2 separate regions of the Triticum aestivum genome follow, and region 2 is linked to region 1. Evidence: chromatin contacts called from public Hi-C data. All regions are on one chromosome and are shown on one strand. The core of a region is the stretch at or near the end of the contact, and the rest is flanking DNA. Distances in the headings are between cores, read along the strand shown. Region 1 holds the start of LOC123074893 (NDR1/HIN1-like protein 13). Region 2 holds the start of LOC123079514 (F-box protein At4g18380).

The links. Hi-C and Micro-C count contacts between places; a contact is called where the count stands out from the background.
Region 2: a contact with region 1 is called in a Hi-C map of leaf, with 3 times the contacts expected there. The contact joins the promoter of LOC123079514 here to the promoter of LOC123074893 in region 1. A contact is called at or near these places in 2 of 5 Hi-C or Micro-C datasets (both in leaf) and 1 of 1 datasets of contacts at active chromatin or transcription factors (leaf).

The regions. Positions count from the first base shown.
Region 1 is chr3D:443,411,756-443,418,000 of IWGSC CS RefSeq v2.1, forward strand. LOC123074893 (NDR1/HIN1-like protein 13) reads left to right here and starts at 2,272. Exons shown (of 2, transcript XM_044497627.1): 1 at 2,272-2,450; 2 at 2,602-3,775. The coding sequence starts at 2,641. The coding sequence ends at 3,516.
Region 2 is chr3D:443,651,736-443,657,980 of IWGSC CS RefSeq v2.1, forward strand. LOC123079514 (F-box protein At4g18380) reads left to right here and starts at 2,862. Exons shown (of 2, transcript XM_044502286.1): 1 at 2,862-3,187; 2 at 3,453-4,885. The coding sequence starts at 3,596. The coding sequence ends at 4,666. LOC123079515 reads right to left here and starts at 110. Exons shown (of 2, transcript XM_044502287.1): 1 at 1-110.

The DNA.
Region 1 (6,245 bases), core at 1,022-3,521:
GCGGCGGTGGATCCCGGGGCGGCGAAGGCGCGGCTCGGCTCGGCGGATCCGGGAAGCCGGTGAAGCGGGTAGGTGGATCAGGGTGAGGGCCGCCCACGGCGTGATTCTGTCCGCAGATTTGGCCGGAATCGCCGGCGGCGGACGGGCGGAACCAATGGTGGGCGACTGCGGAAGGGGGTGGGGAATGGGCACAGGCTGAAATGTCCCTCCCACCAACCGCTTTTCTAGGATACGGTGCATCGTCGGGTCGAGGGAGAAACCTGCGTTTTCGCGGGTTGGAGATGTGATTTTACCGCGCCCCTCAAACAAAATTACGGAACCGACGTGTTTGCAGTGTCTGATCGGGCAACATTTTTTCATGCGAACCCGTATTTTAGTGGTTATTTTATGGGTCAGGGCATTATACGGGGACTGGCATATTAGGGGCTTAGCCAGTGGGCTATGGTCCAAGTTCTCTTATCGTTATTAGGGGCTTAGCCCAATTATCTTATCGTTATTAGGGTCGTTTGCTTAGGAGCCAAGTAAACCTCTCTATATAAGGAGAGGAGATGATCAATCTAATCAAGCAAGAAGCAATCATTATTTGCTCGGCTACCTTTAGGGAGCCGGGAGACCTAACCCTAGCCGCCTCTTGCGCCACCGACGCCTCTTCTCCACCACGCAAGGACGGCGGCTAGCCGCCGGCCGCCGCGCCCTCGTCCTTGTCTTCCTTCATCTTTCCCCTACAATCTCCGCCCTAGAACCGGCAGAACTCTAGCTCCTAACAGCTAGATATGCTCTTAATGGACTGGGACAATGGAAACCACAATGTGTGTGTTTTCTTTTTTTAGTACCAGAAAGGTTAGAACTTTCGTTTGACATGGCTTCAGATTTGTGGAAAGTGTGCTTTCGTTTTATGGTGTAGCAGCATCATAAGACTATGAGAAATACTCCCTCTGTAAAAAATATAAGAACGTTAAGATGGAGGGAGTAGTTACTTGATTTACGATTGAGGAACTCGCACCTGTGTACCCCTGCGAACTCCTTTGTACTCCCCCTGTCCGGTGAAGAGTTTATATTTAGCTTCAAAATTTATCCACGAAAGAGTATATTTTTATCTTCTCAATGCACTTTAAAGTAGACAAAAATGCTTCTCTCTCATCGCACGGTAATCAAGACCAATAATATTATACATATGGTCTTCTTAATTTCTACATGCACTTAGCTCATTGGGGTTTGGGTAATTAAAGAGGAGAGAGATGGTGACTTGCATCTTTCCAATGCATGTTTTATTCTATTCCATAATTTGTTCAAAAATTTATATATGTACATTTTTCACCGAACGAAGGGAATACATTATTCTACTTGTAGACAAATGGATCTGTTGTAGGTTTGGGACAAAGAGCAAACTGGGCTTGTCTCTGAATTAGCAGTAGTGGAGTAGTACCACGCACGACGAGGAAGGAGGAAGACGCGGCACGGCCTCGATCGAGCGTGGGCACGCATCACTTGGGCATAGACCATGCATGAATCCATCATGCGACCGTACTACGAGACTTCCTGAGGCGTCCATCCAGCTGCCGCCTGGCAGCATACTCTGACTAACTATCCACTGCGTAAATAGGATTTTTTTGCGGGTGGCGTAAATAGGATTATACACTAGTAGCACTATTAATTACGTAGTATTTTTTGGCTCCAAGAGCTTATCTGACGTGACGTGTTGGACCAAGCTTAGCCGGAGCACCATCACGTGGGTCGCGTTGCCTACCTGTGTGCCCTGCCCTCCCGCGTCTCTGCCGGCAGTTCTCTCGCTCCGCTACCCGTGTGCAGTGCACGACTGCACGCACGGCCTGCTGTTTTCACCCAGCCGCGTACCGTGAGCTGGCTGCCATTGCCAAACAGCTGCCGCCGCCGCCGCCGCCTCCAACGGCTCTGCTCTGGTGGCCGTGACATTGCATAGACCACATGACACGCGTGCAGAGTGAAGCGAAAAGTGTGTGCGTGCGTGTGTGTGTGACAATTTTTGTTCCTCTCCGGGCCCGGTTCACCATGCGATGCGTGTCCCCTCGAACTACTCTACTCACCGGAGAGACGCCGATGGATCCAGCTGTCTGCATTAACGAGCAGAGATCCGTGTTCGCGGTTGCCAACACGCATCGCTTGCCTTGCCATGCATGCGGTGCAGTCCATGATCGATTTCACACCTTTGTTTCCCCGTTAATCAAAACCTTCCATAAACCCACAAGCCGCGACCGCGCACGCGACGCGGTTTCCAGTCCAGCCCCCCTCCTTCGACAGCAAGCAGCCCGACCCAACACGACCCACCGCCGCGCTCTATATAACCCCCTCCGCCGCCGACCCTCCCCGCTCTCCCACCCCTTGTTCACCTCCTCGCACGTCACCTCCGTCTTCTCCTCCATCCTCTGCAACAAGAGAGAAACAACGCCGGCGACCACAGACAGCCATACAAGGTGCGTCGCCGTCTTAATTCCGATCTTGCTCGCACTTTCGATTTGTTTGTCAATTGGGAATGCGGTGACGCTTCACCTGTTTGGAGCGCACCAATGTAGGAGTACATCAATTAGAACTGACAGTGTGGCACGGACGGTTCTGATGTTGCAGATTGATTCGCACGCGCGCCGCGAGGAGCAGGAGCGGCCGATGATGAACGACGGCCGGGTCCACCCGGCGGCCACCAGCTCCGACTTCTCCGGCGAGTACGCCTACTCCTCCTCCGACCCCTCCTCCAGCCCGCTCTACAGCTTCCACTTCGAGAAGCCCGTCCCGCCGCCGCCCCAGCACCACAACAAGCCGCAGCCCGGCACGTACGTGGTGCAGGTGCCCAAGGACAAGGTCTTCCGCGTGCCGCCGCCGGAGAACGCGCGCCTCTTCCAGCACTACACCCGCCGCGCCAAGCGCCGCGCCGGCTGCTCCTGCCTCCGCGCCTGCATCTACCTCGCCGTCGCCATCCTCTCCCTCGCCGTCCTCCTCGCCGCCGCCGTCGGGGCCGTCTACCTCGCGTTCAAGCCCAGGCAGCCGGCCTACTCGGTCGTGTCCCTCGCCGTGTCCGGCCTCGCCGGCGTCGGCAACGCCTCGGCCCCCGGCGCGCTCTCGCCGGGGTTCGCCGCGACCGTCCGCGCCGACAACAGCGCCAACGGCAAGGTCGGCGTGCACTACGACGGCGCCGGGAGCCGCGTCGCCGTGTCGTACGAGGGCGTGAGCCTGGCGGACGGCGCGTGGCCGGCCTTCTACCAGGCGCCGAGCAACATCACGGTGTTCGTGGCGAAGGCGAAGGGCACCGGGATACGGTTCTCGGAGCGCGAGCGCGGGCAGATGGCCGCGGCGGAGCGGCTCCGGTCGGTGCCGTTCGACGTGGACATCACGGTGCCCGTGCGGCTGCAGCTCGGCGGGCTGAAGACGTGGGCCGTGCCGGTGACGGTGCGGTGCGCCATGGCGGTGGACCGGCTCGCCGCCAGCGCCAAGGTGGTGTCCAGGTCCTGCGACGTCAAGGTGCCGTTCCTGTTCTGGAGGAACTGACGCCGAAGCAAGAAAAATGGTTACTGGCCGATTAGGAGAGCAGTTCTTGCAGGTAGCGGCATGCAAAGGATTCGTGCTGCTTTCGTGATGTTTTTTCTCCCCATTGATTTGTATGTTGGTTTGATCGAGCAATGTCAATTCTTTTGTCCGTCGAGATCATGTGCTGCCGCGAAATCGTGCTGCAGTTAAGATGTTCACGAGGTGCAGCAACCTCTCTTCTCCTGAAAGACTGAAAGAAAATGGTGTTGGTGCACCGGTACCTGTTGTGTTACAATTTGAACAGCTGCTGACGGAAAAAAGAAACCTAGTAGGAGTATAAGTTTTGTCATATGGTTTTCAGTAGAAACTATACGTTTTAATCTGGAACAGTGGCAACTACATATCGTTCTGAATATGAAATGCATGAACTTTCATGGTTCCAAGCAAACTTGGATGTAGTACTCCAGTTTACACTAGGTCATTTATGCTTTTGCAATCAATTGGAACTATGAAGGCTCACACACAAGTCCCATGACAAAATTGAACATTCAGCACCAAGGCAACAGGCATGCTTATTAGTCCAGGGAAAGTAACTCAAAATTCTGTGTAGACATGAACATACTCAGCTCGTGCATGCACTGAATGTTCAGACTAACACTGACTGCACAAATCAGCTCGTACATGTAGGATGACAAGATCAGACTTGCAGGTCAGACATCTGCAGTTCAAGCACTTCTGAAGAATCGTTCAGATCCATTTCGACTGTGGTTTCCCAACATACATTAGTGTGTATGCCAAATTAAATCAGTGCTTCAGCACAACAACCTTTGACAATATAAAGCTCGATGACGATGATTAGGATAGAGCCTGTTCTTCTGCTGTTATCTTTGTCGTCTGGTCAATGCTAAAAAGAATGTTGTGAGCTCCCAGCGACTAAGTGTAGTGCCTTTCACGTCTTGGCCGGCTGAGCATGAAAACCATATCAGAGAAATTGTCAGAATCTGATCTGTACTTCTGTTCGGATTGGATACCCGTTTCTAGCTCTCAAGACAGCTAGTGCAGCTCCATGAACTTGAACTAATTTTCAAGCCTTTTTGTTTGTCCAAAGCCCATGTAGGAAAACATCTTGTCCGATCAATGTGATATATGCTGAATTCGAGATGTGAACCTGGAAATGTTATCAGAAATGGTCGTTGTAAGGATATGGATCGCAACTTAGTTGACCTGACAGGAGCTTATTTAATTATTTCCATCACTTCAATGCTCCTGAAATTGATTTAACCTAACCGGTTAGCCATTGTTAAAATATTGGTTAAGATGGTAAATGGACATCAATACCCTAACCCTGGAAATAAAATATTACTAATTCTTCTTGGTGCCAACCAACATTTTTGTAAAGAAACACCTCTAGACACTAACTAACTCACGGATCGTTGCTCAGTTACGAAGCCAAAACTTAAGACGATATAGAGTAAGTCACCTGAGACATCCATCTTAGAGGTGTTTGGTGCCAAGTGAAAATACAAAGAACAGTAGTAGAAAATCAGCAGAGATGAACACCAATATTTTACCGAAAAAGGCTTTCGCCCCGATTTATAAATAAAGCAAACCACCACAGCCAAACAGTACAACAAATGTTCACCTACACACACACGGTCGCACAACATAGAGTACAAATAGGTTCTGTTGAGGGCACAACTCAACAAGCCTAGAAAAAGAAAAAACGGAGGCGGGTCAACCGCAGCAGCAACTAAGAAGCTAATCCGGCTCTGGTGGTGGAGGAGGGAGCGGCGGCGGCAAGCGAAGAGCCATCGCGCGAAGGTCGGAGATGATGATGGTGATGGCGTCTCGGTCCTGGTGGCGGCTAAGCGGCCGCCAGAGCTGCAAATATCCACACATTTTGAACATAGCATCAGTAGCACGTCGAAGAGGAACCAGCTGAATGACAAGCTTATTACGCACGGTCCAGAGCATCCACGCAAGCACTCCAATGAGCAGCCACCTAATGTGGCGGCCCGTCATGGGGGAGGCCTGGACCTTAGAGAGGAGATCTGGGAAGTTGGTGGTACACCAGCTGCCACCGACAGCCTCACGGAGGCAGCCCCATAGGAACTGGGCAGACACGCACTAGAAGAAGATGTGAATCGAGGTTTCTTTCGTCCCACATAGGGGGCAGATGCCATCGCCCGGGCCCTGGCATTTTACGACCTCCACGCCAGAGGGAAGCCGGCCACGGATCCATTGCCACATGAAGATTCTAATCTTGAGGGGCAAATGGATGGCCCAGATAGACGCAAGGACTGCCGGGCAGGGCGAGGGGGCAATGGCCTGGTACAGGGACTTCGTGGAAAAGCGACCAGAGGGATCGAGGTGCCAAGACAGCCGGTCGTGGGGCTGCGCCAGGTCGGGCTCACGGAGAGCCACGGCGTCAAGGAGCTCGTGCCACGCGGCAACCTCCGGGGGCCCAAAGGGCCGCTGGAACGCGAGACGCCCTAAGTCAATAAGGGCCATCTCGACGGAGATCCTAGGTTCGACCGCAATGGAGAAGAGGTCTGGGAACCTGGCGGCAAAGGGGAGATCCCCAGCCCACCGGTCGAACCAAAACATCGTGGACGTCCCAGCTCCGACCGAGATGGAGGTCCCAATGCGGAGGACGGGGAGCAGCTGAATGACGGATTGCGAGAACTGGGAGCCGCCTGTCCTAACGCAAAAGGCGAGGGGTTGTCCGCGCAAATATTTGCGGCGGATGT
Region 2 (6,245 bases), core at 1,612-4,111, 240 kb after region 1:
AGACGTAGCCGCGGCCGTCGATGTCCAGCTCCGCGGTGGGCGCCGGGGGCCGGGGCCCCCGGCGAGGCGAGGACGCCCGGACGGATTCCAGCAGGAAGAGGGAGAAGGCGGCGACGGGGACGGCCGTGGAGGAGAGGGGGAGTTTTCTGCAAAAAACATGCCACGTCAGCACCTGACAGGCGGGCCCAACCGGTCAGTTTTCCTGTCAATACGTATAAACAGCTGTTTTAGCCTCTTTTGCAACGCCTCGCCTCAAAGTTGATACTGACACGTAAAAATTATCAATCTTGATACCAATCTGTTTTCAATGCCCCAATTGTGATACTTTATGCAATTTACTCGACCTCAGTCTACTAGTATCTCACTGTGACGGTGACCTGTCCCGTGTGCGGACCAGGTTTAGCCGCGGCGACTCACTGTGGCCCTGGATTTACGTCGCTCGCCGCCACACATACTCGAGTCGATGGTGGTGTGAGTACGTGGTGGAGAGTGTAGGAACAGGAACAGCCATGCCGTGCCGTGCGTGTGCGTCGTCACAAACAGGAAGGCAAGTGTGCCGGCAGTGCAGTGACATTTTCGCGCTTTCATGCATGTCAATCGTCTTGCTAAGACTTGGTCTCGCTGGAGTATGAGATTGCTTTGCCAGGTCTCATACGTCGGGATAGGAGCAAGGCGGTAGGGACTTCATCTAACGACTAATTACTCCTTTGAGACGTATATATTCTTGTTTTGAAAACGTTTGGTTTGAGACCAAAAAAATTTACATCTCGCTTGGGGCATGGGGTTTCTGCTCCCTGGTGCACATGTATCCGGATTAACGGTAACGTTCAAAAAATAGATAAATAATTTAAGCAATTTTGAAAAAGAATTGTGGTGAACAGCGACGACTTTCAATCGCATGCAAAATTTCACGATGGGGGTCTAGAAAAAATGATATTCCAAAGAGACTATTTCTTAAAGCATCTGCGAGAACTGATTTTTTTCACGTGCCCAAGAATGTCGTTTCATCATGAAAATTCACACAGGTAGAAAACTAAGCAACGTTCGTTGACGAAAAACATTTTTTTTCTATTTCTGCATTTTTACTCCTCGTAAAGATGCACATAACCTGAGGACTAGAATAACAATTTATGTCTCGCTTGTCCTTTTACCTCTCCGACACATCAATTTTGGCCTCGACAACATGACAACCTATGTTGAGTGGGAGGAAGATCTCTAGATGGTATCCCATATACCTTTTTTAGAGATATTGCGGGCCAAAACAAAGCGCCCCGCTTCCATTTCCACGAAATGAAACCAGGATAAACAAAAGTTCAAGGATGCTCGAGATGAACCTGAGTAGCCATCAGAAGGGTTTAGGTTTTTTTTTGACAATTCATTGCAACCAAGGTAGACAATGATGATAAAGAAATCAGAACCATGATAAAGCAACCGACACCAACACAAAAAATGTCTCACATTGTATATACTTGTCCTATACTTCCATATAAGTACTAATAATACCATCAAACTATCGAGTACAACGTGTAACGGCACATCACTGACCACAAACACTCAATCAAATCTGTCAGAAACTACTGTAGAGAAAACCACTTCTAGTAACCACAGAAGTAACCGTTGGCTTGGTTTGAGAAAATAAATCAACTTTGGAGCCTCGATAGAGTGTAATTACTCAAATGGAGCCTGAGAGGAATTACACTATGTCGAAGCAAGAACATTGGAAACACACAAAGAAAAATTGTACATGATTACAACACAGTGCATAAAAAACCCTCCTAAAAATAGGGGTTGGATGTTGCAGCTAATGTTGTTCTGGTTTAAGGCTTAAGTTATCAGATTAACTAAGTAAACAGTAAAATACAAAATATTATTTGCTTCTTAAACGGTGTCTTTTGTGGATACAAACTCCTACATGCATGACTGTATATGCCACCATGAGCGACAAGGATGCTTGGGTCTCGGGTGCCAATGCGCCCAAATGAAAAAAAAAGACCACCATTAGGGTCGCCGCCCCGTCATCCAAGACCACCCCACTGTCGCCACACCTGGACACCATCGATTGATGAAGGGAAAAAGGCACCTCCTTACATCGCAAATAACCGCCCTTTGTAGGAAGGGGGCCCAGCCGACCATAATCGGGTAGGGGAAATGTCACCGTTGGCCACGCCGCAACCACTGCACCGCCCCGCTAGGGACCAGTGCCACCGTCACAACCCATTTGGCTCCTCCAGATTTCGGCGACGACAAGGCTGGGAGGAATCCTTGCTGGTGTTGGCGTCGGCTGGGCTTTGCCGAACCGCGCCCTCAGGCGGCAGCGAGGGACGGCTAAGAGGTGGAGCCGGTTCCCCCTTGGTCGCACGCGGGGCAACACGAAGAGGGGAGCGGGCATCCACTGCACCTTATATTCATGTGGCAATCAGGCGCCACATCAAACATCAACCGCTTTAAACTTAGTGAAGGGTGTAAAATTAAGTGAACTTTTTCATAAGCTACATGTTGAGCGCACGAAGGTCACGTCCGTCGCCCCACTAACACCAAAGCCAAAGGGAAAAGGTCCAGGTGTACGTGTCTGCATACGGACGTACCACTACCGCAAGCAAATGGCCACGTCCTCTGTTTCCGATCGCTTATCAGTGCTCATCTTTCTCGTGGTAAAAGCGAAGGGGAAATTAGCTTGCCGACCAGGGCAAAGCGCAAAGGCGCAGGCGCGTGCGCGAGTGACCCGGTCACCGTGCGTCCACCCGAGTCTATCCACGTAAAACGGCGTTATTAAACTAAAATTAAAGTAGGCCCGTGCGCGCGCCGCAGCGACACCGTCGCCTCCCTCCCAAGGCAGTACTATTCCCCAAGCCACGCCCACACCCAGTCCCAGTGGTGAGCAGCACGCTTCCCCTCCTATAGAAAACGTCCCCGGGACGAGACCCCGAGACCGGAAATTCTCCAAAGCAAACCACATCCTCTTCCCCTCCCCTCCCCTTCCCTGCTCGCGCGACCTCACTGCCCGAATCCAAGCTCCCGTCTGGGCGGCTGCTCCTGCTCGTGTGGGTGTGCCGTCGTTAGTCTGCGCTCGGGTTCGTCCGGAGCTGGGATCCGGTTGGGTTTCCGGGCGGAAGGCCGGATTTGGGGCCGGCCGGCTTCATCTCGGCCCATTGTTTTCGCCGCCGAGCTCTCCGTAGCCATTCTCCTGGTAAGCACAGCCTTCCCGGGTTAGCTTGCTTCGTGTTCTGCAGTGCGTCTCCTAGTCTTTGCATAATGGTACTACCCATGGATGAATTTTTGTTCGTCTCGCCTGTTTGTGCGGAGAGATTCAGTTGCATTGTGAATAAGTATGTTTTGTCTAGCGTTGGATGTGTCTTGCTGGCTCTTCTCGGGTCGTTTGCGCACCAAGTTTGTGTGACCAATTCTGCCCCCGTCAAATTCTTCTTCTTACCATAGCTCTTGTTTTGTTCCAGAAAGTAAAAATTAGCTTCAGTTTGAGGGGTTCTCCCGCCGGCTCAAGTCATCCGAAGAACCGGACGCTCTGTTAGCGCTAGCGTTTCCTGCTGCAACAGACAACGGATTGCTGGTTCGTTCGTAGCAGTCCAGAGTCTGAAAAATGCATCCCAAGGCTCGCATCCACGCGGACCCGGCGGCACCGGAGCCGGACCGGATCGACGGCCTGCCGGACTCGCTCGTGCTGCTCATCCTCAACAAGCTGGAGGACGTGCACTCGCTGGGCCGCTGCGCCGCCGTGTCCAGGCGCTTCAACGACCTGGTCCCGCTCGTCCACGACGTGTACGTCAAGATCGACCGCGTGGTGGCCGTGGACGGCGACCCCGACGACGCGCTCAACCTGTCGTCCCCCAAGCCCCGCCACATCTTCTCCCACCTCTTCAAGCTCATGCTCTTCACCATCGCCAAGCCGTTCCAAGGCATGCGCGGCCCGGGCGGCGCGGGCGGCCGGCCGCTGTTCCCGCGGCTCGCCCAGCACTCGCCCGTGCAGGTGCTCAGGGGCTTCTCCCACGTCCGCAACCTCCGGGTGGAGCTCCCCTCGGGGGACGTCGGGACGGAGGAGGGGGTTCTGCTCAAGTGGCGGGCCAGGTACGGCAGCACGCTCCAGAGCTGCGTCATCCTGGGCGGCACCCTGGTCGACCGCAAGCCCGCCGGCGGGCACGAGCCGTCGGCGGCGGAGGACGGCGGGAGCATGCCGGAGTCCTTCTACACCAACGGCGGGCTGAAGCTGCGCGTGGTGTGGACCATCAGCTCCCTGATCGCCGCGTCGACGCGGCACTACCTGCTCCGGTCTATCATCAAGGAGCATCCGACGCTGCGAAGCCTGGTGCTGGCGGACGCCGACGGGCAGGGGACGCTGTGCATGGGGGCGGAGCAGCTCGCGGAGTTCAGGGAGAGCCGGCTGTCGGCCTCGGCGTGCTCCAACAGGACGCAGGTCCCGGCGTGCAGCATGAAGCTCAAGTACGCCCCCTACCTCGAGCTGCCCGGCGGCCTGGGGCTGCAGGGCGCGACCCTGGTCGTCATCAAGCCCTCCGGCGACGGGGCTGGCGGGTGTCACGTTGGCCGGAAGGAGACCGAAGCCTTTGTCTCGGGTGCGTTCGATGGGCCGTTCAGGTTCGCGGCCAAGGCGCTGATGAAGCGGCGCACCTATCTGCTGGAGATGAACGGGTTCTAGATGCTGTTGAGGTGTTTGTGGATGGATATCTTGCATTTGCAGTGCTTCTCATGAGTATAACTGTTTTCTGCTTGGGCAAATGCAGTTTCTGAATTGTAGTGTTGCATATAAGCTGGTGCGATATTAGTTGACAGTCTTATCTGTAGCGTTTGGGTGCAATCTGTCTTGCTCGCACAATCCACTCTTCCAATAGTAATGGAAAGAAATTTGAAATTTCCAGAAAAATATTTACATATATGCTTCTACATTATGGGAACGTTTAGAAATATAAGAACGTTTAGATCACTTAAGTATCAGAAATATAAGAAATATAAGAACGTTTAGATCACTAAAGTATTAGAGAGAGTAAATACTACTCCCTCCGTCCCATAATGTTGGACGTTTTTTGATACTATAGTCAAAAAACGTTCTACCTTATGGGACGGAGGGAGTAACTAGTAAGACATATTTTGAAGAGACAAGCTCTAGGAAGAAATCAGGTCAGTAGATTCAGACTGAATATGCATTGACGCTCTCTACGGCATTTTACAGGAGAATTCAATTTTATGGTAGCTTTTATACTGCAGCTATTGACCCCCAAGTCCATTTCATCTATTTACTACTTGTTATTCAAGTAACAAACAATAGGACATAAAAGCTGAAAAGTCATCTACAAATTATTATTTCTTGATAAAGAGAGCTCTCTCTCTGATTTCCATTAACGGAAACCACAATGTCTTATACAACAACTAGAACTAAGAAACATAAACGACGATGCATGATCAAGAGGGAGCAGAATGGGCTATCCCGAACGGCCTCCAAGAGAGCACAAAAGGCTATATCAGTATATAGCTAACCGATAACCTGCAAAAGCTAATAAACTCCGAAGCCATCATCCTGGGGGCTACAAACCAGGTCTCCAGGAAATGGTAATACGAAAGAAACCGATAACCTGCAAAAGCTAATAAACTCCGAAGCCATCATCCTGGGGGGCTACAAACCAGGTCTCCAGGAAATGGTAATACGAAAGTACAAGGGAAATTCTAACCATACATCAACATATATCACAGTTTTAAAGCAGGATAGCAAATGAACATCTTCAACATCAGCCAAAGGTAGGAGGGACAGAGAGTTCCACTGAAGATCACTCAGCCATGATCCTGTTGGTCCCTATCCTCCACCCATGCGTCGCCTTGAAGACTTCACTTGCAATCAACTTAACCATTTTTACGCCCCACTTCATTGTTCTTTGTCTTTATGATTTTTTTTTTGCAAAGTATTTCAATCATGAAGCCATTTGATAATCATATTAACAGTAGCACATGGATCGGTCACCTTCTTGTTATAAAAAATAATACTATTTCTCAATTTCCAAATAGTCCAGAAAATAACAGATATTCCAACCACAACTAGGTTCTGTTGAACAGGTCATGTACACTATCAGGTATATCATGTTAGACTGAAAGAACACTTCATGATATTCCAAAGCAATTTAGCAACAGAACGCCGCAAGAGTAAATGATTTATAGATTCCTTCCTTCCCCAATATGAACATTTATTATCACCAGCCACCCTCTCCTAAGAAGATTCTCATTAGGTA